2 separate regions of the Salmo salar genome follow, and region 2 is linked to region 1. Evidence: chromatin contacts called from public Hi-C data. All regions are on one chromosome and are shown on one strand. Each heading gives the region's core, a stretch centred on a gene start, on an enhancer-like site or on the middle of the called end of the contact. The rest is flanking DNA. Distances are from core to core; before and after follow the strand shown.

Evidence for each region. Hi-C and Micro-C count contacts between places; a contact is called where the count stands out from the background.
Region 2: a contact with region 1 is called in a Hi-C map of muscle, with 8 times the contacts expected there. The contact joins the promoter of LOC106566046 here to the enhancer-like site in region 1. A contact is called at or near these places in 3 of 3 Hi-C or Micro-C datasets (blood, gill and muscle).

The regions. Positions count from the first base shown.
Region 1 is chrssa12:86,510,818-86,513,517 of Ssal_v3.1, forward strand. No RefSeq gene overlaps it. Among protein-coding and RNA genes, the nearest start is that of LOC106566047, 6.3 kb to the right of the region's middle. Within about 2 kb of position 1,399, at least 2 of the 13 cell types and tissues checked have an H3K27ac peak or open chromatin away from gene starts, as enhancers often do. A contact at or near this core is called in muscle, where this site is marked.
Region 2 is chrssa12:86,577,672-86,580,371 of Ssal_v3.1, forward strand. LOC106566046 (F-actin-capping protein subunit alpha-1) reads left to right here and starts at 1,272. Exons shown (of 10, transcript XM_014133853.2): 1 at 1,272-1,403. The coding sequence starts at 1,365. It overlaps LOC106566045 (suppressor of tumorigenicity 7 protein-like), which reads right to left and starts at 1,351. Exons shown (of 15, transcript XM_014133852.2): 1 at 1,072-1,351; 2 at 182-264. The coding sequence starts at 1,279.

The sequences.
Region 1 (2,700 bases), core at 149-2,648:
ATATGATTATGATGTTTTTTTTTATACCATGCTAATCATATGATTTGTTACAGTATTATCCATGATGGATATAAAATGAGACCGCTCACTTCCTCGCCCTCACTGTATCTATTTATATATCTATTGATCAATAACCCTGGTCTGGTAGTTTCCAACGCACATTAAAGGATCTGACCATGCTTTCCTGTTTTTACTGGTTGTCCATTGCTTTCTTCTGGTCTATGAGAGAATCTCAATTGTATTTCCTTGATTCCTTGCGTCCTCTCTCCTCGTGTCATTCACAAAACCCATTGGCTGAGAAAGTCATAGGGGCGGGAACTCTAACCTTCTGATCCAATGGATTTTGAGAAGGAGGTGAGGAGAGAGAAGGTGAACAATCAAGGAAATGCATGCAATTGAAATTGTTCCTCTTTTGAATCCCACTGATTGTGGCCCTATCCAGCAGGTGTCACTGTTTCATTACGTAGCAGGCAAAGGTACTCACTCTCGCTGTCTCTGGTATAAAGCCCCCAGCCAGCAGATAACACTGGAAAATCACTGTGTACACACACCTCTACTACACACACAATGAATGGCGCTCGCTCTAATCACAGCCAACAGAAAAGGATTGGACTTAACAGCTCTGGTTAAAGTTAAATAAAGATTAAATGAAAATAAAATATGTAAAGTTGTAATTACCACACCACTTACAACTTTCCCATGAATAAGGCACTGATGCTTCAACCCAAAACATTCATGTTGTATTCTTCTGGTATGTGTTCGTCTTTTGGGTGATGACAAAATCAAGAGTAGCACAAAGGCAGCCACCAGCTGTTGTGAAATTGCAAATAAAATAAAGAACAGGAAGGCCTCTACACTGTTTATGCTCCCAATTCAAGCGGTGAATCTTTTCTGTTCTTCACATGTATTCTTTATTAGCCCAGCACCTACGTTTTTTAAGGATTTGAGTATGACCACAAACTTTTCAATTGAAATAGTGTAATTTTGTTGTGTAAACTTGTAGTGTAAACTTGTTTCATACAATCTGTGGTTTGAAATGTTACAGTGAAGTAGATGTATACAATTTCTGTCTCATCCAAAGTCAGTCCATTAGTAACCCAGCGCTCCGTTGCTCATATTCAACATGTCTCCTATATGGTCCAACATGTGCCTTACTATGGCCCGGTATCTGAAGCCAAAGTTAAGTCATTTCAGAGTGAGTGACCTTATGAAGTGTGGAGCAGGTCAGCATGCACTGACCAACCGACCGGGGTAGCAGACCCGTTTCTCAGCAGACAGGCGGTTCCTCCTCTCCTCTCCTGCCTGCATGGGAACAGAGCGGGTCACCTCCCCTGCTCCACTCACCTCATTAACATTCCTGTGTGGGACAGCAGGGCCGCATTGCGAGGCCAACACAGACATGTCTGGCCTCCAGCAAAGCTCTCTCAGTAAACACAGTCCCTGGATGATGAGCTGTGAGTGGCCACATCTGAGCTGCTGTGACAGGCTAGGGCTCAGGCAGGTCCTATCTGCCGGCCCGGGCTGAGGGCAGCTGAAGGCCAGAGCGGAGGCAGACTAAGCTCCCATGTCTGATGCCAGCCTATCACTTGACCTAGATGCATTTTACTGTCCTCTAAGACTAGTTTGCTAATGAAGCACTTTTTCTTAGAAAAGAAAGTGGTTCTTTAAGTAGAAATAGCACTAGAATAGCACTATGTCTGTTATCACCACAACCAGGAGGTTCTACAACAGACTATGCTGTAAATCGTTGTGGTACAGCATGAGAGAGCCAAGGGATGTACTGTAGCAAGGTACAGTAATAAGACATGGTGTAGTTAGTAGGATGTGATATGATATCATCCTCAACTACCGGTAGGTATGTTGGACAAGGTGTGAACAATATTCATGCCAGAGAGGTCAAGGTGAACACATTAGCCATTGTGATTTACAGATAGAATTTACAACCCCTTCACAGACCTCCAACCACAAAATATCCTGAGTGACTGTTTGCACTGTCCCGACCCTGTAAGAGGAGATCTATTAACACGCCGAAGGAAGTGACACGCGGTAGAGGCTGGCTATGTCGTCATCCAGGCCAGGACAGACATCTGATGGGACAGGCACAGTCTCTCCCCTGCCACTGTCCTCCCGTCCAAAATTAGCCTGGACCATGAGCCTGGCCCAGAATAGGAGGAATGGTCGCATTGTGGCATGGTGCTGAGCGCTCAGACTCCACAGCTGGAGCGTTCTAGACAGGGGGCCCAGTGGCCCATCACCTGCTTCCTGTAAAGCAATTTGTTATAGAGTTGTCACTGTAAAATCTACAGCCCGTCCGGGAGGTAAAGAAAGACAGGGTCACACGTAATGAGGACACCGCAGCCTCGGTCTGGCTGTGACGTAACCAAAGGAAGGACAAACACTTCAAGCTTAGCCAGTAGCTGTGGGTAGACACATCTTTTTTATGTACAGTGAAGCATGTATGCTCCGTGTTTTAGAATAAAAAGATTTGTGAGGCCAAAAACAACCGTGATGTGTCATGTCATATAATTAAGCAGACAATAATTTCATTAGGCTTCTGAATCCCCCTGCTCCCCTCACTCCCAGGAGAGACACATACTGCGCCTCAGCTGTCTATGTGTTGGTCATTTTAGGCCACTCCCAGCACTACCAGCATCACCTCCACTGTCCATGTGTTGGTCATTTTAGGCCACTCCCAGCACT
Region 2 (2,700 bases), core at 22-2,521, 67 kb after region 1:
AGTCATACAGAGAGCAATGTACCGGTACACAAATCTTCTAAACAATTTATTTGATTATCATATAATTATTGTGCACTAACTGTACAATATGCTACCTTTGGTGTTGGTATTTGAAATCCACATTTCCAGATGTAGTGTCTACAATCAAACTACAAATAACTCTGTGATCATTACAACTCACCAAGATTAGGCCAGAGATGAGAGAGGATGTTCCAGTGAGTGCCACATAGAATTTAGGGGTCAGTGTATTCAAGAACACAGATGCTGAAACAACAATGAACGCTATGTTAGATCAAACGCATCGCATAAAAATGAATGACACTTGCCTAACAGGGATTCACACTGTCCACTCTGAAGGTAGCTATTAGCTTGCTGATCATGCAGAGCCCACCACACTGGCAGTTGCTGACTGAGTCAGTGTGTACTGTAGCTAGCCACAGTAGTGATGTTGAAGTACCATGACCATATAGCTAGATGAAGATATAGCTAATGTTATGTAACAAGCTAATAGACACACTGACAAATAAACTTCTGCGTGGTGGTTAGAGCGTTGGACTAGTAACCGAAAGGTTGCTAGATCGAATCCCCGAGCTGACAAGGTAAAAATCTGTCGTTTTGCCCCTGAACAAGGCAGTTAACCCACTGTTCCTATGCCGTCATTGGAAATAAGAATTTGTTCTTAACTGACTTGCCTAGTTAAATAAAGTTTTTTTAATGCAATTCTAGCTAGCATTATGCATTGTTGAATTATGTTAGCTAACGTTAGGTAGCTGGCTAGTTATGCACAAGCGTAACATTAACAGCTAGCTAAATTAGCTAACGTAGATAGCTAGTAGCCACATTAGCTAGCTAATATGTCTCGCTACCATTCAATAAATAAACCAACCTGGGATATGTTTTGTGCAATGTGTTGTCATACAGTTAGCCAGCTTGCTGTCAAACTTTCAGTTCCTCCACGGTCTCTCGATTTCTATTTGCTAGCTCGCTAACGTTAGAAGGCTGGCTAGCTAGCTAGCTACATTGCATTCGCTAGCTAGCCCACTCTTAGAAAGCTAGCGTTAGCTAACTCACCTGAGGTAAGAGTGTCCTGCAGTTTCAAGGGGCTTCGCAGAACATAGATCATAGTTAAAACCATAGCAAACCAAACGGCACATATGTATGTCCATGACCAGGACAACCATGATTTTAATTTATCTGTAAATCCAAGAGATTGAGGATTACTGCTGGTCGCGTCCTCCATGTTTTTAACGGATGGCTGTGCTGTAAACAGAGGAATCATGTGCCAGTGGTACTGTCAAGATCCGCTTCCTCACTGTCCGCTGCAGTCAGTCGCGGATCAGAAGAGGTTTGTCTCATGAGCCAAGATGGCCGATTTCGAAGAACAGCTCACGGAGGAAGAGAAGGTATAGTCTTGAGAAGCTTTGCTCATTGTTTTACGACGTTTAGTAGATTCGGTTGTTTGTGTCCTTTCTCAAATATTTTGGCCGCAAAAAAATGTTTGCTAAGCTACAACTAGCTCGCTAAGCTAACACTACATTCTAGCTACAGTTAGCGAACAAACTGACACGGGAATACATTGTATCACCTAGTTAGATACAGTAGCTATATACAACTCCATACATCATGCTAAAACATACCATACACAAGAAGCAGTTTGCTTACTGCTTAGCTAGCTAGCTAAAATGTTTGTAAATGTTAGCCATGTTCCTTAGCCAGAAATTAGCTAGTACAGTATGTGCCTTAGCACAGTCAAGTCTGACTTTAGCTGGGCTTTGCCACATTTGGGCTTTTGCACGGTGGCTAGCTAACATTACAATGGCAATTGTCCCCCCGAGTCAGGTAGTTACTATCTAGCAATACATGATCATACAATTGTTCATGGGTTATTTGCAAATAGCTTTAGTCTAAAATCATATTATTAACTAACGTTGGTTAGCCAGAAAAGGCCACTACTTCCTGTATTGATTGCAACAGCCTCCACACCCTGCTAGAAACAACTCTGAATATATTAGGCATACTTTATAATCACATTTCTGTCTTGGGATGGCCCCTGGCCTATTGACTGTAAAGCATTACAACACAAACTTTCGATTGACCAATTATTTGGTATAGGAATCATTGAAGTCATGATTTCATGAAAAAGCCCACAAACACATACAACCCTATTCACAAGACTTCTGAAGGTCATACACGATAAAAGTGATTTTGGGCATTTTCCACCAATTGAGATTGAATCACCAAAAACGAATCAACGTTAATATGAGAGCTTGGATTTGACCATTGTTGCTGTCAGCAGCATGCAGATAGATACATGTTTGAGGCTGCCTACTGGTGTCTAGCATTCCTGCCACTTCAGTGGTAGGCCCACAGCAGGGATGTGGTCAGATGCATGTACAGACCAGTAGAATGGGCATAGGTATTTTGTAAATACAATACTTAGCATGTGAAGGAACAGTGTTTGGGAGCATCTTAACTGTATGGCAACAGCACACAGACACACACACACACCAGAAGTTCCAGAACCTGTTGGTAGTGTTTACAATGTCCTAGTGAAGTGTTGCAAAAAATACTTTACTTTTACTGTTGAATTAAGCTGTGTATCCCACACAACCTTTGGGTCTGTTTCTGGACATGAAGACATACATTAGGGCCTAAAATACTGATGTTCTGCGTACTGATTTCAGTGCAACTCTAGACTTT